Regions from separate parts of the Mus musculus genome. Here regions 1, 2, 4, 5, 6 and 7 are each linked to region 3. The links are chromatin contacts, called in public Hi-C, HiChIP or PLAC-seq and promoter capture Hi-C maps. All regions are on one chromosome and are shown on one strand. Each heading gives the region's core, a stretch centred on a gene start, on an enhancer-like site or on the middle of the called end of the contact. The rest is flanking DNA. Distances are from core to core; before and after follow the strand shown. Region 1 holds the start of Eogt (EGF domain-specific O-linked N-acetylglucosamine (GlcNAc) transferase). Region 2 holds the start of Lrig1 (leucine-rich repeats and immunoglobulin-like domains 1). Region 3 holds the start of Suclg2 (succinate-Coenzyme A ligase, GDP-forming, beta subunit). Region 4 overlaps Arl6ip5 (ADP-ribosylation factor-like 6 interacting protein 5). Region 5 holds the start of Slc25a26 (solute carrier family 25 (mitochondrial carrier, phosphate carrier), member 26). Region 6 holds the start of Lmod3 (leiomodin 3 (fetal)). Region 7 holds the start of Tmf1 (TATA element modulatory factor 1).

Evidence for each region. Promoter capture Hi-C pulls out the DNA fragments that hold promoters and counts their contacts. Hi-C and Micro-C count contacts between places; a contact is called where the count stands out from the background. HiChIP or PLAC-seq counts read pairs in DNA pulled down with a chosen protein or histone mark.
Region 1: a FOXA1 HiChIP or PLAC-seq map of pancreatic cancer cells shows a contact between it and region 3. The contact joins the promoter of Eogt here to the promoter of Suclg2 in region 3. A contact is called at or near these places in 4 of 39 promoter capture datasets (the 3T3-L1 cell line, hippocampal neurons and trophoblast stem cells), 1 of 484 Hi-C or Micro-C datasets (B cells), 9 of 115 datasets of contacts at active chromatin or transcription factors (astrocytes, differentiating embryonic stem cells, embryonic stem cells and 3 more) and 1 of 9 other capture datasets (embryonic stem cells).
Region 2: a contact with region 3 is called in a Hi-C map of CD8 T cells, with 8 times the contacts expected there. The contact joins the promoter of Lrig1 here to the promoter of Suclg2 in region 3. A contact is called at or near these places in 3 of 39 promoter capture datasets (cranial neural crest, liver and pre-B cells), 1 of 484 Hi-C or Micro-C datasets (CD8 T cells) and 1 of 115 datasets of contacts at active chromatin or transcription factors (pancreatic cancer cells).
Region 4: a Hi-C map of the G1E-ER4 cell line shows a contact between it and region 3, with 4 times the contacts expected there. The contact joins the enhancer-like site here to the promoter of Suclg2 in region 3. A contact is called at or near these places in 2 of 39 promoter capture datasets (the C10 cell line and pre-B cells), 2 of 484 Hi-C or Micro-C datasets (B cells and the G1E-ER4 cell line) and 1 of 115 datasets of contacts at active chromatin or transcription factors (extraembryonic endoderm stem cells).
Region 5: a promoter capture Hi-C map of pre-B cells shows a contact between it and region 3, with 6 times the contacts expected there. The contact joins the promoter of Slc25a26 here to the promoter of Suclg2 in region 3. A contact is called at or near these places in 4 of 39 promoter capture datasets (the C10 cell line, hippocampal neurons, liver and 1 more), 5 of 484 Hi-C or Micro-C datasets (CD4 T cells, CD8 T cells, the G1E-ER4 cell line and 2 more), 1 of 115 datasets of contacts at active chromatin or transcription factors (thymic regulatory T cells) and 1 of 9 other capture datasets (liver).
Region 6: an H3K4me3 HiChIP or PLAC-seq map of pro-B cells shows a contact between it and region 3, with 6 times the contacts expected there. The contact joins the promoter of Lmod3 here to the promoter of Suclg2 in region 3. A contact is called at or near these places in 2 of 39 promoter capture datasets (both in liver) and 1 of 115 datasets of contacts at active chromatin or transcription factors (pro-B cells).
Region 7: a contact with region 3 is called in a promoter capture Hi-C map of pre-B cells, with 6 times the contacts expected there. The contact joins the promoter of Tmf1 here to the promoter of Suclg2 in region 3. A contact is called at or near these places in 7 of 39 promoter capture datasets (the 3T3-L1 cell line, the C10 cell line, cranial neural crest and 3 more), 4 of 115 datasets of contacts at active chromatin or transcription factors (astrocytes, embryonic stem cells, stem cell-derived neural progenitor cells and 1 more) and 2 of 9 other capture datasets (adipose tissue and liver).

The regions. Positions count from the first base shown.
Region 1 is chr6:97,147,604-97,150,303 of GRCm38.p6, reverse strand. Eogt (EGF domain-specific O-linked N-acetylglucosamine (GlcNAc) transferase) reads left to right here and starts at 1,418. Exons shown (of 18, transcript NM_175313.5): 1 at 1,418-1,472; 2 at 2,046-2,427.
Region 2 is chr6:94,698,748-94,701,447 of GRCm38.p6, reverse strand. Lrig1 (leucine-rich repeats and immunoglobulin-like domains 1) reads left to right here and starts at 1,303. Exons shown (of 19, transcript NM_008377.2): 1 at 1,303-1,986. The coding sequence starts at 1,763.
Region 3 is chr6:95,717,448-95,720,147 of GRCm38.p6, reverse strand. It overlaps Suclg2 (succinate-Coenzyme A ligase, GDP-forming, beta subunit), which reads left to right and starts at 1,302. Exons shown (of 11, transcript NM_011507.3): 1 at 1,302-1,459. The coding sequence starts at 1,373.
Region 4 is chr6:97,224,836-97,227,535 of GRCm38.p6, reverse strand. The region is part of intron 1 of Arl6ip5 (ADP-ribosylation factor-like 6 interacting protein 5); the gene reads right to left. Among named protein-coding and RNA genes, the nearest start is that of Gm52868, 4.4 kb to the right of the region's middle. Within about 2 kb of position 1,380, at least 14 of the 459 cell types and tissues checked have an H3K27ac peak or open chromatin away from gene starts, as enhancers often do. A contact at or near this core is called in the G1E-ER4 cell line, where this site is marked.
Region 5 is chr6:94,498,969-94,501,668 of GRCm38.p6, reverse strand. Slc25a26 (solute carrier family 25 (mitochondrial carrier, phosphate carrier), member 26) reads right to left here and starts at 1,355. Exons shown (of 10, transcript NM_026255.5): 1 at 1,212-1,355. The coding sequence starts at 1,244.
Region 6 is chr6:97,251,307-97,254,006 of GRCm38.p6, reverse strand. Lmod3 (leiomodin 3 (fetal)) reads left to right here and starts at 1,250. Exons shown (of 3, transcript NM_001081157.2): 1 at 1,250-1,729. The coding sequence starts at 1,436. Gm32191 (a long non-coding RNA gene) reads right to left here and starts at 1,103. Exons shown (of 4, transcript XR_869294.2): 1 at 897-1,103.
Region 7 is chr6:97,177,844-97,180,543 of GRCm38.p6, reverse strand. It overlaps Tmf1 (TATA element modulatory factor 1), which reads left to right and starts at 1,420. Exons shown (of 17, transcript NM_001081111.2): 1 at 1,420-1,662. The coding sequence starts at 1,521.

The DNA of each region.
Region 1 (2,700 bases), core at 169-2,668, 1.4 Mb before region 3:
AAAAATTTTAAAATGCATTTTAAAAACTACTGTAATGTTCTTTTGTTCTTTAATGTGTGTTTGGCACATGTAAATGACATGCTAACACAATACATACTGAACAGGATATATATTAAACAAATTATATACATATTAAACACATACACATATAAAACACAGCTGGTCTGGAACTTGCGACATAGATCAGGCTGGCCTCAAACTTACAGAGATCCATTTGCCTTTGCCTTCCAAGTGCTAGCTAGGATTAAAGAAAGGCCTTCCCTAAAGTGCCCAGCCCATGTGTATGTTGTATGTTACTGGGGATTGAACCTGGGGTCGTGCACATGTTAGGATAGCACTCATCTCCGTGGTCACTAAGTTGTCTGGGTGTCTTGAACTTCCTTTTATTTTTTATTTTTTTTAAATTTTTTCCATGACTCAGCCTGTGGAGTAGCTGGAACAGCAGGCCTGTACCACCAGTTCTGGTTTCAGTTCTCATAGTAGCTTCTTAAAATTTATAAGACATGTAAGCCTTGTGAACTGAATGCATCTGAGCATGTTTATTTTGACACCATTAATATAAGCTGGGTCCTTTTTTTCATTTATTAGTATTGTATAGGAAGGTGTGAGTATCCAGGAGGTCAGAGAACGAGGTCAGGGAGTGGGTTCTCCCCTTTCGTGGTAGGATCCTAGGATTCAACGTGGGTCGTCAGGCTTGCTCCCACAAGCGCTTTGAAAACTCTAAGCCACCTGTCAGCCCTTGAACCCTTTAATCATAATTTAATGGCTGTCTCCCCCATGCTCCAGAAGGCATGCTGGAACTGCAAGGTGTCAAGAATGGAAGAGAATGGGAGATATGCATACACGTAATCATCACCTAAACAAGCAGTTAGAAATCATCATGAAATAGCAAAAACGTAAAAATTAAACAAGAGTAGCCATTGGACTTGGACACTTCATGGACAGGTACAATTCCCTGGAATCTACAGTATTTTCACTACCCACCAGAGAGTGTCCCACTACATCCAGTCTCATTTGAAAATCAGGGCAGCAACTTCTGCTCAGAATGGGAAAGCAATAAAATTACAACCCTGAGTGATATGTAAACAGTCCCGTAGTCTGCCTGCCTACTCTCTGGTGCTGGAGACCTGCCAAGCGCCTGGAGGAGCAGCCAGGGACTTGCACCCCGGTGTCCCACGTCCCGGAGGGGATGTAGGCGGGTGTCCCCAGTGGATCAGGCTGTGGGTCACAGGGTGTCCGTAACCTTGGCTGATGGGTGTCCAAGAGTGCCTTCCAGACTCTGGTCGCTGGGTGTGGTCAAGGCATTCCGGTCCGCCCTTGAGCCCCGGGCCAAGGTGTCGCGGCAGCTCCCGGGCGCCCCCTGGCCCGGCTTGGGCGCCGGAGGTTTCCGGTTCGCGGCTGCCGGCGGTGACGTCTCGTTACTCCCAAGCTGCCGCCACTGCCGCCGCCGCCGCTCCCTAGTCAAGCTGCAGGTGGGCCCCGCGCCTTCCCCGCCTGTTCCTGGCCGGCGCCTGCACCCCCGTGGGCCCGCAGCCTGACTCTGGGACTCTGATCCCAGCCCGCGGCCTTCAGCTGGTTACCAGGAGTTGATCGGTGGCTGTAGGCTAGGGAGATGCCCAGCCAGGCCTGCCCTGTTGCCTCGATCCCCATGCTGGGGCGGAGTGGCTTCTCCAGGCACACCTGGGAGCCGAGCGTCTCCTAAGACAGCTGCTTCCCCAAGCACCCGGGGCAGGGTTGGCTGCTGCCGGGCGCGAGGGGCTGACTCCGCTACACAGGGGAGGGGTTGACGTTCCGCAGACAACCGGAGGATCGCCACAGCAGGATTGCCACTTCGGCGCCTCAGGCAGCCGAGCTCTGTCTGAGCTCTGTCTGCTTGCCTACCTTGGGACTTGATAGTCTTTGAGTCCCAGATGCACTTCATCTGTCCGCTGCTGGCTCTGTTGCCCAGCAATGCCCTAAGCCATTCATGTGGTAGTCCTAGTAACCCCAGCTCTCATGGTTTACGGCGTTCAGATTTTTACCTTTTTTTCCTCTTCTCTTTTTAGGTCCGTGAAAATCCAATCAAGCCACACACGAGTGGAGCGCGATTGACCGTTTTGTGCAAAAAGACGCGGTAGCCTAACCTACTAAAGCTTTCATCCCTGCCAAGTCTTGCCAGAGAACTCAACTCCGGGAAGGCTTTCTGCCAGGCCCTGAAGTTGTACTTTCATGCACCACAGGGAACCATCACCCAGCATATGCAAGTGGGTACATGCCCTCCCTTGCAAAAGCCAACTTTCTGATCTGCTCCTTTAGATTTTCCCCACGGCCAAGGGTTACTTTTTTCCATGAATGGTCAAGTTTTGTTAACCGGCAGAACGCATTGCAGAGCTGTGGATTTGGATACCCGAAATTTAGGACCTAGTGCTCCAAGCCGCGACCTAGAAGGTTAGTCCAAGGGCTGGGTGGCCTGTTGTGATCCTGAGGTTGGCACTGGTCCAGGCAGCCCCGGGAATCAGAGAACAGGATTACTGCAATGAGAACCAGGAACAGGCTTTGGTCCTAGGAATGTTTTCTCTGCTAATTATCCTGTTGGTCTGGATTGAGTGATGTGGTGTGAAGCGGGCTACCTCCTTCCTGCTCACCACTAGTGTCTGCTCCGTGGGTTACTATGTCCAGGGGACCCTGGGCTCTGACTTTGCTTTGAGAGACTTAGTAGTG
Region 2 (2,700 bases), core at 54-2,553, 1.0 Mb after region 3:
TGAATATGTCAAACATGTAATGAAATCCCTTTAACTGTTCGGTGTTTTTCTTCCCGATGAACAGCGTTCCTACTCCCTTTCTATAAAGCCTAAGTTAGATTTAACCGTGCTGGAACAAATGTTTTCCAGAAGACTCCAGCGCCTTAGTTTCCCTGACCCTGTGTGCAGTTCGGACATCAGCAAGTCAAACCGCCCAGAGGCGGCAGATATGTATTACAGTGCTAATCTCTTCCCCCCGCCCCCCCGCCCCACTCCATTAAGTGTGTGTGTGTTCGCGCGCGTGTGCTCGCCTATGTCCAAGCACTGTTTCACATGGCGGCTATCAATCTATTCTGATCCGTGTTTGCCAAACTAACAGGTTCTCTCTCTCTCTCTCTCTCTCTCTCTCTCTCTCTCTCTCTCTCTCTCTCTCTCTCCTCTCTCCCTCCCCCCACCTCTCTCACTGTCTATAAAGAGCACGTCACGGATAATTTCTTGGAAATTGTATTTTAAAGGCACTGATTTTCAATAACAAAACACACCACCACAGCAACCCCCTTTATCCAAGTCCAGAGCACTTCCCGAACTATCCTTCAACTAACTAGGGGCGGGGAAGTGGGCGTGCCCTCAAGATTCAATTTCTGCAGCACACAGTCATTTCGGTAGTCAAGGACACATTTCTGGATTAAAGATATCAAGAAGAACGAGTGTGGAGCACAGATGGGAAAGGGGGCCCCACCTCTGAGGAAATAGCTGAGAAACTCATGAAAGCAAGTTTTAAATCTTTTTTTTTTTTCTTTTGCAAGGCACCTGAAAAAGGGTGCTCGTTTGCTGTAAATCCACCATGATGTTTTTAGTTTAGGAGAGCAGAATAAACCTTGGGTCCAGATAGCTCCCAAACCCGTGGATTACAAACTTTCTCTCTTCTCCTAGGCTCAATGGACCGAAGCTTAGGCCACTTTTCCAGATTCTGGTACTTGGTAGCCAAAACCCTACAAGTCTCCTTTAAGAGGAGGCAGCACGCCTCTCCTTTTCCCCGCCCCGTCCCCGCCTTTCACACCTTGGGTGGGAAAAGCGAGCGGAGGCGGGACCTCAGGGAGCGAGCGCTCTTATGGGTTAGGACGCCAAAAAGGCGCTCCAGGAGCCAATGAGCAACGGGCAGGGCGGGGCGTAATGCTGTAGCCCTGCAGCCAACGTGGGCCGATCTGCGCCCCGGGGCCCCATCGGAGGGGTGTGTGAGGGCGAGCAGCCGGGGCGGGGCCTGGGGCCGCGGGGCTGGACCGCGGAGCGGCTGGCCGCTGATTGTTCGCAGCGCTGAGGCACGGTGCGCTCCGGCCGCTCCGGGACGGGCAGGCGCGTGGGGTCCACGGCTATCATCAGCTCAGCGCCCTCAGTGAGATGCCCGCCCGCGCCACGCGCAGAGGCCGAGGCTAAGCGTTTTCAGTCCTCAGAGGCGGCGGCTCTCGGCGTGCGCCCGAGCTCTGAAGGCGACTCTCAGCGCGGCGGGAAGGACGAGCAGCGGCGGCCGGGCACTCACTGCGGGACTCCACAGAGTTCGCCGCGCGCGGGGCTCGGCCCGGATGGGCGCGGGGGTGGCGGTCCCCGCAGGGTGCTGCGAAGCGGCCCGGGCAGAGCGTGCCGGCTGAGCGCCGCGGCCCCGGAGCCGACTGGAGTCGGGCGTCCATGTCCCGGCGCGGAGCCTAGCTCCGAGCGCAGCCCGCGCCCGCGGCCGCCCGCACCTCGCAGCCCTCGCTCCCCGGCTTCGCGGCGCGTTCCAGACAAGATGGCGCGGCCCGGTCCGGGAGTGCTCGGAGCCCCGCGCCTTGCGCCTCGCCTTCTGCTCTGGCTGCTCTTGCTGCTACTGCAATGGCCGGAGTCAGCGGGCGCCCAGGCTGGCCCGCGGGCCCCCTGCGCGGCCGCCTGCACTTGCGCCGGGGACTCGCTGGACTGCAGTGGGCGCGGGCTGGCGACGCTGCCCCGGGACCTGCCCTCCTGGACGCGCAGCCTGTGAGTATCGCCTTTGCCTCTCGTCCGGGCGCTGTCACTAAGACGGGGCTGCTGGTGTGCTCAGCCGGAGAGGGTGCGGAGTGCGCTCTGTGGGCTGGGGAGACTTGTGGGTGGCCGAGTGGAGGTCACGCGTGGGAGCTCGGGAGAGAGGACTCTGCTTCTGGGGTTTGAAGGTGAGCGTGATTCTGGAGGAGCCTGCCTTGCGGCGAGCGTGTGTTGTGGAGAGGATGCAGGACATGAGTGATCCTGTAAGGGTGATCGAGTGTGCCTCGTGAAGTCTGGAAGTCAGCGAGTGTGGGCCGTGGAGGTGAGCCACCGGTTTGTGATTTGAAACTGAGTGAGAGTGCTGTGGAGCGCGAAATATGTGTGTGTGTAGAGTGGAGGTGAGCGAATTTGTGTGCATGTGAGACGGACGCAATGGCAGAGTGTAGGAGCCTGTGTTGGGATTGGGATCCATGGCTGTATCTTTTCTCCTGTGCTGTATGTAACCCAGCCCTTAGGTGTCTTGAGTTCCCTCAACTTACCTTCAGTTGGTAATGAATGACAGTGACTCACATCTCCAGGGTTCATGCTATTTATACTGTGTATTAGTGAGTATGTGTTGCAGTCTCCTGATCACCAGACAATCGTGGTGGCTTGACTTGGCATTGGCCAGGGCAAAAGGGACCCTGTCCTGAAGAAGCCAGGAGTTGAGAAGCTTTGAGACAGTTCTTG
Region 3 (2,700 bases), core at 53-2,552:
GAGAATAGATTCTGTGGGTAAGGTTTTGAGGAGGAAAAGGCTTATCAAGGACAGATGTGGGCCAAATGTAAATCCTCGGTGAAGCGGCATAAAGACTGTTGGGGTCTCTTGGAGTAATGTTCCTACAGCTTCTCTGTCAATGTGAATTTACATCAAATGGAAGTTTAAAGGAAGCCGACAGAGGACACTCTTGTGAGGGGACTGTTGCTATAGTGTCCCTTGTCTGTCTTGTGATCATAAAAAAACAAAAACAAACCCAACACCCAATTAAAAAATATCCCCAAGTAGTGCTGAGGGGGTGAAACATGAGTTTGAATCTCATATCTCATTATCTAGCCCCTGTTATGTTTCTTATCTGTTGTATGCCTCAGTTTTCTCTTCTGCAGAATGAGTATAGAAATGCCATCTACCTAAAATGTCGCCATGAAGCTTAAATGTGTTCCTAATTGTTCAATGTCTGGTACATACTAGTTGTTACTGTGATTTGTATTTTATGTAAGTGCATAGCAGCCTGGATACTGTACACAAACACTTTTCTCCTTGTAGAGTAGAAAATCCAGCAATAGCTTTTTATTAATTTAAGGTTAAGTAGCAAGAAAACAGATGTCACTAAGGTAGGCCCAAAACCCTCCATCACTTTCGCAAAGAGACAGGGTGGTGCCTGTTTATAATCACAGTATTTTGGAAGTAGAGGCAGGGTCAGGAGTTCGAGATGAATTTCTGGCCAATGGAAGATAGACAAAAACCCTATCTCAAAAACCAAAACCAAAACAACAAACCACTACTACCCAACCAAAACCCAGTACACTCACAACACCCACACCCAAGCTTGTGCCCCCACATGGCCCAGGAACTAAGGGTAGCATTGATCCTAATTCCTTCCCTTGGAACATTACTCTCTCCAAGGTGTGTCCTCTGAAGGTGGTATCAGTTCCTAGGGCCAGACCTAGCAGCCCTCACTGCAGTGTCAAGGTCTAATCTGTCACTCCCAGGGCCAGTTTTAAGTCAGTGCCCCTGGGGCTGAGATCTGCTTTTGCCTGAAAGCCAGGCAAGATGCAGTAAGCTCTGGGAAGCCACATGGCCTTGGGGTGAGATGGTGAAGGTAGTGGGGGGTAGGGGTAACAAGGTGAGGAGTGGGTGGGGGGGTCTTCCACCGCCCCCAGCCCCCTCCTTCCTTTCTTTTTCCCAATTCCCTCACCCCAGCTCTCTACTGCACCCGCTTTCCTCCCCGCCCTTTCTCCCGCCCCGCCCCTCCTTTCTAGCTCCGTCCCTCCTCTCCTGCCCCGCCCCCTCCCGAGGCCTGGGCCCGGGCGGGCTCCCTCCTCCGCCCCCTCCCTCCCCCTCGCCGCCTCTCTTCAGGTTCCTGGTTAAGATGGCGTCCCCGGTGGCCATCGCGGCGCAGGCTGGGAAGCTTCTGCGAGAGCGAGCGCTGCGGCCGCTCCTGGCGGTCAGGTCCCAGGTGAGCGCGGCCCGGGCCACGCGAGCCACCCGCCGTGGTGCCCCATGCTCCGCGGCCTCTTCGCCCCGCGCGACCCCTGGCGATCCGGTGCTCCCCGCAGCGCGGCGGGCTGTGCGGCGTCCGAGGTGTCGGGGATCGCGGGGGTCAGAGTGCACACCCCACGACCCGGATCGTTCTAATGGCTCCCATCAGCCTTGCCCGGGCACTGGCACCCCGCGCTGGGGGCGAGTTCCCAAAAGTTGGGCGCACTGTTGGAACGCAGAGGTTTCTCAGCCGCTTACTGGCTCTGCCCGGGGGCGGCTCTAAGCCCGAGCTCGCTCGGCAGCCACGTGCTCGCTCCCCAGACTCCCGAGGCAGCTCACCTGCCCCAGTCAACCCCGCGGGGTGTCGCTTGTGACCCCCTTGTGCTTGTCTGTGGGGACCTGCAGGGGTCCAGGAGGATAGTAGAAGTGGAGTCTTGTATGAAAGGCCTGTGTGAAAACTCCTGCCTGCCCACTTGGTCCGTGCCTCCTAGAGACTTAACTAGTGTTAGACTCAGCAGCTCCTTCCTCCACGTTGCTCTCTTGTTGAATTTACCTTCTTCCATTGCAAGCGTCGCAGTAGCGAGGCTTTGGAAGGGAAATTGTGAGTTGGCATTGACACTTGGGAGAAGTCATCCAACTACTAGTCTTCCTACTTTCTCTAGTTTACCCGCCCCGCCTCCCCCCCCAACCCCCCCCCCCCCCCGCAAGAAAAACTTTCCAGTCCAATGAGAGGCAAATCACTACATTCTGACCAAGGCATGCATAGGGCACTAGGAAAAACGAAAAGAAAATAACTTACTAATGATTTTTTTTTTGTTTCTCTAAACTTTGGATCATTATGACATCTGTGAAGGTTTTTTTTTTCTTCTTTTCATTACCTGACATTCCATTTCTCTGTTATTGTTAATGGGAATTTAAGAGGCGCTAATAGTTATTACTGTAATATCCTTAACAGGCACTTGACAGTATGGTGGGTAAAGGAGAGGGATGGCGGTTTGTCTAATTAAAATCACAGATACCTGCTATAATAGAGTGAGGAGAGATCTCCAGGCGATCTGAGTCCTGTTCATTATTTAAGTGTTATATATAAAAAAACAAGAGCTGGGGTGCTGTTGCAGTAGGTTTGAATTGATGAGAAACATGGAGCCTAGGGCAGTCAAAAATGAAGAGTGAGAAATGATTGTTCAGAGAAACCTAAAACAGAATGTTTAGCTGGCT
Region 4 (2,700 bases), core at 131-2,630, 1.5 Mb before region 3:
AGAATTTTGGTTTCTTTAAACATTCAGCTATATGAATATGTTTGTGTTTAATGCCGGGTGTGGGATGAGAGGCTGCTTCCCAGCAGGTGATTATGATTTGCCTTGTGCACTAGCAGGGGTGTGATCTTTGCCAGTTGTAGATAGTCTAATTCTGGGGACTCTGGAGAAGGTATAAATGGGAGAGCTCCAAGAGGGCCTGGTGTGGCTGCTGCTCATGGCTGCTGCTCCTCCCTGCTGTTCCTCCCCGCTGCCCCCTCTGCTCCCACCTGTTCATCCTGCTGTTGCTGCTGCTGCATCTGCTGTTGCATTTGCTATTACTGGTTTGTTGTACTGCTAGATATAGTCTGATGACAGATCGGACTTGCCACAAGGAACCCAATTCTCCTAGTCAGCAAGAAGTAGCCTGTTGAGGTCTATGCCCCCTTTCCCCTCTAACTTTCTTTCTCTCCTACCTAGTGTTTGAAGTCGGAAGGAGTCAGGGTGGAACAAGGGTTGGAAGAGTGGTAGACATAAAAACCCAATAACTAGCTAAAAGAGCACAACAGTTGCCTTTATCGTGGTGTTTTATCATCACTATAGAAAAGCAACTAAAACACCCAGGTTGGCCTTGAAACCCACCATCCTCCAGCCTCAGCCTCCCAGGTACTATAGTTACATATGTGCACCACCTTTTCCAAATGAAAATTCCTTTACATTTTAGCTCTGATCCTACTGAAACATCAGCTATTTGAGTAGGGAGTGAAAGTCTCTTATCCTTGCTGCCAGGTGGTTGGAATGAATGTAAAACTGCTTAGAAGAAGCTAAAGCTCTCCACTTAACAAAAGCAAAGAATCTCTGGATGTGTGGGTGCAGATCTTTAGTCTCGGCATTCGGGAAGTGGAGACAAGTGTATCTCTGTGAGCAACAGTGTGTCTCTGTGGACAGCCTGGTCTACAGCCTGAGTTCCAAGCCAGCCAGGACTGCATAGTGAGAGCCTGTCTTTAAAGCAGAAAAGGGCTGGGGGAGCGTGAGCATGCAGAGAATTAGACAATGGAAAGAGTAGTGTACTGTAGTTTAAACACACTACAGCCTCTAACACTTAGGAATGCTGTTCTGGGACCAACTGCTGTTCTGAGCCAGTCTCAGGAGTCTAAGGACTCTTATCTTCTCAGAAAAGGGGAAACACAAGCCCCAGCTAGAAAATACAGGTGCCAGCTTAGGATAATCATCATGCTGAGCTACTTCTGACTCAGGGCAAGACCATTACAGCCTCTAACCATGACAAGCTCCAACTGCAATTACTCCAGGACACTGTGACATTGAGAGCCACTGCCTGCCTGCCTGCCTGCCGGCATGGAAATTCACTCCCCTTCCAGCATGAAAGCAGCCCCTCTCAGAGTGGCTGTGTGCAGATGGGCTCTCTCTACTGCCTTGCCCTCTGTTGATGTACCACAGTGTAGCTAATGAACTGTGTGCCTTCCTCCTTTTGTCTTCAGAACATCCATTCCCACCAGTGCCATCCCCGCCAGGACAATCACAGTTGCCTATTTCACTCAAAATCCTAGACAACACTGAGACCCTGCAAGCTTGAGAAGACAAAGGTAATAAACAATCTTGCCAAGACTGAGATATATCCACACTGGTGGTGTGTGTGTGAAACACTGTTAGGAATAACCTATGTGAACAATGCTTTACTGGACTGGGATATATATATATATCCCAGGTACTATAGTAATATATGTGCATATATGTATATATGATTAAAAAGCTTAAGTATACAGACAGGCACTACTAGATGTGACTTATAATTTAGTAGCACAAGATATTGATAATAGCTGGGCGGTGGTGGCACACACCTTTAATCCCAGCACTTGGGAGGCAGAGGCAGGTGGATTTCTGAGTTTGAGGCCAGCCTGGTCTACAAAGTGAGTTTCAGGACAGCCAGGGCTACACAGAGAAACCCTGTCTCAAGAAACAAAAAACAAAAAAACAAAAGAGAAGATATTGACAATATATTGAGTGGGTGAAAAAATAATAATACATTCCCTCTATTATATTTAGCATATTATGCTTGTGACATAACCTTAAAGCAGAAATGTCTATCATTTACATTTCCTTTCTACCTCCCTTTCTTCTTTCTCTCTCTCTCTCTCTCTCTCTCTCTCTCCCTCCCTCCCTCCCTCCCTCCCTCCCTCCCTCCTGTGGTAGGGTCTCATGTATCCCACCATAGTCTCAGACTTAATGCACAGATAAGGACAACCTTATCTCCTGATTCTCCTGCTTCTACCTCCCAAGTCCTGGAACACAGATGTGGGCCACCGTGCCCAGTTGACATGTGCTTCATGGCTTTGTGGTTGAGTGTGCTAGTGGGACTGAGCCCAGGGCTTTGTGCATGCGTAGGTAAAGGTTCTATCATGAAGCTGTGTCCTCAAACTGGTGGTTTTGGTTTATCTTGTTTGTTTTGTTTTGTTTTGTTGGTTTTATTTTTCTGGGTTAGGGGTGTGTGTCTCAGCACCTCAGCAACTTGCCCAAGCTACCCTTGAACTCTGTCTTCCTACCTCAGCTTCCCTGGCAGCTGGGATTACAGGTCTGCACCACCTGATCTGGCTTATAATTGGCATGTTATTTTCTAATAACAATAAGATAACTACATAAAGAAGAAAATATAGACGTATAAGATCAACTGCTTCTCAGCTCGCAGCCGAGGCTTAGCGCTCTCTT
Region 5 (2,700 bases), core at 106-2,605, 1.2 Mb after region 3:
ATTAAATACAATGAAATGAGCCTGGGTGCGATGTGCTATGTGCTTGTGCTCGTGCACATATGTGTGTGTGTGTGTGTGTGTGTGTGTGTGTGTGTGTGTGTGCAGCCCAACCTTGAGTCAGAAGTCTTTCTCATTGTCTCTCCTCTTTCTTCACTGAAGCAAAGGATCTAGAGATCACTAAAGGTTAGTCTAGCTCACCAGCTTGCTCCAGGGATCCCTTGTCTCCACCTTCTGAGCACCGGAATTACACATGGGCCACCAGACCCACCCAACATTTCCCAGGGTTCTGGGAACTGAACTACAGATGCTATAACTACTGAGCCATCTCCCCAAACACAAATGAATCTCATATATTTAGGATGCCTGGCCCATAACCTGTTATCACCTCTTCCCATAATGTCCTGAACCTAGTCCACCTGTCACTTACCCGAGCAGTCACTTCTGTACTGTCTCCTACATCTAACTCTTATGGGCAGGTTTCTCTTGTTCAACACTCTATCTCCAACCCTTCCATCAGAGCAGTAGCTAGTTCTGTAAACAAATGCCCCTGGGCTTCTATTTGCCCTTAGCAGGAGCATTTTAAAAATGAAGGTATTTCTTGTCTGCTTCTGTTCACTCTTCCAGAATAAAATCAAAGTTAACCAGTCTCTCTTACATCTGCTAAATCTATTATCTCCTGCTAGACCTGCTGTTATAGGCCCCTCAAAAAGCACTGGTTCTCATAAATCGACAGAATTAGCCAATAAACCATCGACTCCACAACACCACTACTTATGCTCAGTATTTCTTCAAAGCCTAAACGTGGAGAAAAATGAGCAGATTACTAGGAACTAAATGTGTAGAAACTTCAAAAAGACAAGCTAGTATCTTGGATGGATGGGTCGTAAGTGTTTTCCTGAATAGTGTGTATTTGCATGTTTAATTCCCAAGTTCAGGTGAATATGGTGTACAAGGGAAGTCTTAATTTACTGAAGCCTTCAGTAAATAAGACAATGTGTCAAGCATACCTCATCTCTAAAAGCCCATCAGAAGCCACCAAGCCTTGAGAACAGACTTCCCAGACGTCTCTAGGCTTGGTCCTAGATCTAGCAGCCAGTGACCTGAGGACAGACCGACCACTGCTTAAACCCGGAAGAAAGCGGCAGTGCAGAGAAGCCGCCACAGCTCCCACGCAGCCTGCACCCAGCAGCCCACCCCTACCCGGTACTCACCACCAGCGAGGCCGTGAAGCCCGGCGCGTCCATGGTCTCCCAACGCCGCCAAGGTTAAAAATCACAAGCTGGGCAAAAGCAGGTGCTGACTTAAAGAGCTGGGCGCCGCCATGTTGGGGCGGGATATGGAGCAACTACTTCCGGGGCAGAACTCGTGACGTCACACCACAACAAAAGCACGTGCGTCGCTCGGTGCTGGTCGCTGAGCCTTTCCTGGAGGACCCTGGGGTTTGGAGCTTCTCCGGCTTCCTGTCCTTCAGCAGCCGGCTCCGGAGGCGCTAGGCAAGAGCCTCGCACAAGCCTGTGGCCCCGGATGGGATCTACGAAAGACCCCGGAGGAGAGACCAGAGCTGGCAGGACTGGGACCAGGCGGCACTGCCTGTACCTGAAGGCCAGCCCTGTGGTTTCCTACTCACAATCCAAGTCCGTTATTCCTTCGCTTTATCTGTGCAGGCTGGCTGGATTTCTGTTGATCCAATTCCAGAAAGAAAGAAAAAAAATGTTAAACAAAAATACGTTTTTATTACCAAAAAAAAAAAAAAAGTATTCTCCATTTGTACTGACGTTTATTTCTCTTTAAATTAATGTACTTAAAGTAGGAGAGTGATCACTAGAGACTACGAAGGGAAGAAGGATGGAGGTAGCTGCTATCAAAATACAATTAGTTAGGGCCAGTGAGATAGCTTAGTAGGTAAAGGCGCTTGCCTCCAATTCTGGAGGTGACAACTAACAAATTCCTATTAGATAGGGCGAGTGAGATGGTTCTGCAGGTAAAAGCTCTTGCCACCAACCCTGCAACCTGAGTTCACTCCCTGGGACCCATAGGGTGAAAGAGACAACCAGTTCCCACAAGCTGTCTCCCAATGTCTGTGGACATACCTAATATTTATTGTATATCATATATTTTGCATATTATATTTTATTACATATTAATATGTTGATAGTGAAATAAATAGAATTTAATACTTAAAAAAATACAGCTTAATAGTGAGTGTAACTCAATGGTAGAATATGTGTTTACCTAGCAGGGCCCTCGTGTAGATGGAGGAAGACAGGAAGAATAAGTACCATTGCTCTGCAGGACAGTAGGATTGCTAGTTTACAATTTACTTACGTGTGTGTGTGTGTGTGTGTGTGTGTGTGTATTTCAGTTGGTATTTGAGTTTCACTGTAGCCTATGATAGGCTAGAACTGGCAATGTAGTTATGTAGTTCTGGTGACCTCAAACTCATAACAATTGTCCTGCCTCTGCCTCCCAAATGTTGGAATTACAGATGTGAGCCATTACACTTGGATAATAATTTGGGTTTTCTTTCTAGGGTCTTGAACATGCAAGGGCAGTATAGATGTAGCCACAAAGGCTACATATATAGTTCCACCTACCTAGTCACTGTTATATATTTTTATAGAGAACTAAAAGAAAATAGAAAATTTCAAAGATGACCCACAAAGAAATGATATTTAAGGAATTATACATGCTAATGGCTGA
Region 6 (2,700 bases), core at 1-2,500, 1.5 Mb before region 3:
GACTCTTGTCTCTGGAAAAAAATATAAAAATATAATATATATGAAATATATAAATATATAATGGTGAAGCCTTTCTCCAGCCCAGCCCTCTAGACACCTATACCCCTCCCTAAAATCACGTGAAATGTTTGGTTTCTTATTTATTATTCAATAATCTATCTCACTGATATTTTTATATTTATCTATTTGGGTTGTGTTGGAGACAGGGTCTCTCTATGTAGCCCTTTTTGTCCTGGAACTTGCTATGTAAACCAGGCTGAGCTTGAACTCACAGAGATCTGCCTGCCTCTGCCTCCTGAGTACAAGTACAAAGAGACTAAAGGCATCCAGAACCTGGCCTGGCTCTTATTTTTATTTATGTACATTTGTTTAACTTACTGTCTCAAGACTATCCTGTCATGCACACTGTTTTAGAGTTTTGTGTAGCCAGCTAATGTATACAATTGTGCTTTCACCTTGGTGGGAGTGTATCTGAGGTATATACCTCAAAAGGTAGGGTTGTTGGATCAACATAAATGTATGTTAGCAATTTGAAAAAAATTAGTGTCCCTCCCCCACAGTTTACAAAGAAACTCTTTTCATGTCCCTTTTCTCCCAGTATTTCAACAGTATGATTACAAACATTCTCTTCAGAGCCATCTTAATTTAGCTAGGTTTGATAAACACTTACTAAAGACATAAATGGTTTTAAACCCCTTACATGGCCCCTCTCCCTTACATGGAAATTCAGGGCCTTGTTATCCCCATCTGTCAGGTCACAGGATCTAGGTGCAGATAAGAGCAGCTTGCACCGGTTCACTTACACAGGGGTGAATACCATAGCAAGACCTGAGCTGTTCCCTTCAGAGGCACGGCTTCCAGAGCCTGCTGGAAAGATCAGGCAAAGCCCAGCTCACCGGCCACCTTCAGGGGACGACGCTTCTATTCCAGGAGAAACTGCATTTGCTGGCTGGATTTTCATTCTGATGTTTTGTGAGTTGTTTAGATAAGCAGCAGCAGGCTCCCCGGGAGATCTAGAGCATGGGGTGTGGGCTCCCTGGGGTGGGAGGGCTTTAGAAAAGAATGCGTTTATTCCTGCAGAGATTCCATAGCCCGGCTACTCGCTGTCTAGCCCAGCAGCTGTACTGAAATGTCAGATGGATTTGTCCAGATGACTCAAGTTGCCAAAAAGGGACTCATGTAGTAGTTCCACAACTTGACTCTGCCCAGAAAACCTTGCTTAATATAGATCCCACATGAGCTGAGCTATAGTCACTCCCAGCAGCTCAACCAACACCATTGAGTGAGAAAATCTCTCAAGGGTGGGTTGGCCTAAGATATTTGTTAATTAGAAGACACTGAGGTGTTTGCATACTGATTCCTTCTTTAAAATATATCATATTGGATTATTTCTTCTTTTCTGGTGATCTAGAAACAGATAGAAAAAAAGTAAACTATGTCGGGGCACAGCAGGAATTCGGAGCAAGAAGACACCCTTAGTGAGGAGCTCGATGAAGACGAACTCCTAGCCAACTTATCCCCTGAAGAGCTGAAGGAACTGCAGTCAGAGATGGAAGTCATGGCCCCTGACCCCCACCTTCCTGTGGGGATGATCCAAAAGGATCAAACAGACAAGGCACCCACAGGAAACTTCAACCATAAGTCTCTCGTTGATTACATGTATTTGCAAAAGGCGTCTAGACGCATGCTGGAAGATGAACGAGTTCCTGTCAGTTTTGTGCAGTCTGAGGTAACCAGGGATCTGTGTGGGACACAAATGGCTGCCGGGACTGGGCTGGCAGGGTAGTGTTTTGCAATTGTGATTTCTCAAGACTGAATGAAATGTGTGATTCTGTTTTGGATTTTGGCACACCTAAATTAAATTATAATATTAAGTTCTAGCCCAGGCTGTAACTTTCTGAAAAAATAGTATAATTGCAAGGTAGTGGGGAGAAGGTGATAACCTCTTGTCAGTGTTTCTCTTTCAACATTGGCACCAGGGTCTCTGTGTGGAGTTGGTGGTCTGTAGCCATGAATGACATGTAATGGTTTAACACAGAAACAGCTCTTCTGTCTTTTTTTTTTTTTTTTTGGCTTCTCCTTTTGAGAAGCTTGTCCAAATTCTACTCCACATTTCTCCAGACTACTTATGCACATACGATATTTTACATATAATGTCAAAGATTCCCCACTTCTGAAGAAATCTGGCCATACACTAAGCCAAACCCAAGACTGAAAACGTGGGCACACTGTATGTGCATTGGGCATCAGTGATGACACCTGAAAATTGATGTCTAAGAAGGAATCTTCAAGAGAGTCCTCTCTTGAGATACTTATCTAAAAACTAGAGCTGGCATGAGTTTTGTATAAAGCACAGTTAAAATTTAATTACATTTTTTTATTATTAGGTGTGTGTGTGTGTGTGTGTGTGTGTGTGTAAGTGTGTGAGTGTGTGTGTAGGTCAAGCGAGGTGGCAGGTACCTTTACCTGATAAGCCGTCTTGATGGTTCTAAAGGACAAATTTTAATGTTGCACTTAAAAATGATTGAGAAGAAAGAAGACAGATTTCTTATGTATGGTTTCTTTGGGGCCACCTGCTAGACACAGGTGCATGTTGTCACATTGGTGTGATAGAAGACAGTAGTGAGCATTAAGCAGAAACTGAAGTCCAGGAAATAAATTTCAGGCTTGATCAGACCAGAGCTTATCGTGTCCTTTGCA
Region 7 (2,700 bases), core at 171-2,670, 1.5 Mb before region 3:
GGAGTGCTGTACCTGTACCCAGGGAACAAAAGGATTGACTGCAGACTTGAAGCTAGGAGAAGCATGGTGCATTCTCCATGAAGATTTCAGAGGGAGGACAGCTCCAGTGAACAACTTCAGACTTCTGGCTCCAAACCACAAAAGCATTTCTGTCATTTTAAGCCATCCTGTTAGTAGTTCTGGTAGTCCTAGGGAATGTTTTGGGGGATAAAATTACATTTCCCCTTTCCCTTCCGTCCCTCTAAACTTTTTCATAGACCTCTATTGCTCTCTCTCAAATTAAGTCTCTTTTATTAACTGTTAAGTATATAAGTGTGTATACATATGCGTTCTCAAATGCATTAATTAGTACAACCCTCAGTCTGTATGATGATTTCGGGGCTGCTCATTTGGTAGTGTGTAACCTTCCCAGGGGAAGATTTACCCCATTCCTAGCTTCGGCATTCCTTAAGTACCCGTGGTTCTTTGTGTAGGGTAGGAGTCTCTTTTCACAAAGGGCTAATGCTTGAATTAAATTTAGCCTTTAAATGCTGGTAGAAAATTTTTCTTTAGCATTATTAGAACCAAACCAAACAGCTGCTGACTGGACAAGGAAGGCCATCGACTTTAAATTTTCTCCCATGACCAAGTGTGGGAAAGAGAGCATACAAGCTGTATCTTTTAGGCAGTGTGCACAGTATGTACTGATGGGTTAATATTTTATTGCTTGCCAAGTGGCTTAACCCATCCAAACCGCTGTTACAAACTGCCATAAAGTGGCTGGCTCATAGGCTACAGAAACTTGATTTTTACTGTTCTTGTGACTGGGAGGTCCAAGACGAGCACAGCTGATGAGAGCCATCTATTTCTAGTTCATGGCTGGCGTGACCTTGGTATGTTATGCTTGAGAGGGCGTAGGCACCTCTTAATAGGGCATTCATCTCTTTCCCGTGGGTGTCACAGTCATCTCGTGACCCAGAAAGTTCCTTAAAGCCCCACCTCTTAACATAGGAGTGTGCTGATGAACGCCATTCAGATGACAGAATTAGGTTGAGAGGGAGGTGGTTTCATCTGTTAATGTTCCAGGACCTGGGGACCGTGCCCATCAAGTCAGGCATAGACATCCAGGCCAGGCGAGAACTGGCCAACTACTTTTTGAGTACCAAGATTAATAAGTGTGAGGCCTAGCCGCCGGGATTATAGCGAGGCACACGCGGCTCTGGTCGCTCCCGGAGGTCTGGGCCTCGGCGCAGATCGCGTCCCTCAGTTGAGAACGGCCATGAAGCCCAGAGGCGGCTGGTAACTAAGGGCTCCGCTCCGCTCCCGGATGTGGCTTCACGCTACCGCCTCCGTCCTTCCGTCTGGGCGGAACTCGGCTCCCGGATCTGGTGGTTGTGTACGTGGAAGGGCGGCGCATGCGCGGCGGGGCCCGGCTCAGCTGTGCGGAAGGCTCGCAGCGCCGCGCGGCCGCGGGAGGCGGTGGGGCCGGGGCCGCCGCTGAGGCCGCCGGAGCCGGCCGGAGCCGGCGCTGAGGAGGGGCCATGAGCTGGTTCAATGCCTCGCAGTTGTCCAGCTTCGCCAAGCAGGCCCTGTCCCAGGCCCAGAAGTCCATCGACAGGGTCCTGGACATCCAGGAGGAGGAGCCGAGCGCCTGGGCCGAGGCCATCCCGTACGGCGAGCCGGGTAAGCGGGTCCCGGGGTGTCGCGCCTGCCTGCCTGCCTGCTGTCGGACCCCAGTCCCGCACGCCTCGGCCCCGGTGCGGGTCCTGCTGACCTCAGGTGTCAGCTCGAGCTCTGGTCCTGGCCCCAGGCCCCTGACTACAGAGTCAGGAGCACAGCCCCAGATCCCCAATTGCTAGGCGTCTTCCGCCTTGGCGCCCTAGGTCCGAGCCTTGTAAATCCCCAGTCCCGGAGCCCCGCGGGAAGCGTTTAAGGAACACAAAAGACTTTGTTTACAAAAAGTTCACCGTCTCAAAACAACCCGAGTCAGGGATGGTAGACCCCGTGTTCTACAGAGGAGCTAACCGAAACTCAGAATGCATAACTTTCTCCAGGTGAGGCACAGTCTGTACGGGGCAGAGTCCCAAGAGAATTTGTGCTCCAAGAGTTCCCAACTGTAGCCCTTTTTGCAGCACCAGATCTTTCAGATGAACTGAAATTACTCTTTCCAGGATTATTCGGTTGCTTGTGTCTTTACGTCTAAGGGAGTCTGGAGCACTTTTCGTGTGTAGCAACAGACACTGGGGCAAACCTTTGGATGAAAGTTAACTGTGGTTTCTGGTTTTAGATGTACATTGTTGAAAACTCGGGACCTAAGTTGAATCATTGATAACGTAGTTTATGTATGACTGTAGATATATCGTGATCTTATTTCATTCTCTGTGGCACCTTGCTATTGGGAAGCTCGCCTTTTTGTGGTTGGACCCCAGAGCTGGAGTTACTAAACTTAAGATCAGATGTTTCAAATAAAAAGATACTCATTATCCCCCGCCCCGGGCGAAATCTGAGACATGGATAGTGCTGTATAATTTATTTTAGAGGGCAGGTTGTCTGAAATGGAATATGCTTTCTTGAATGCTATTTTCATTGATCATCTGTTGTGTTTTAGATTACAAAACAACATGGGTCTGAAGAATAGGAATAGTTTAAGTGGATGTGTGGTTACTATAATTTTGTACCACATTTTTCAAGAGGCAAAGTTAAACCCTGGTATCCGTGAGG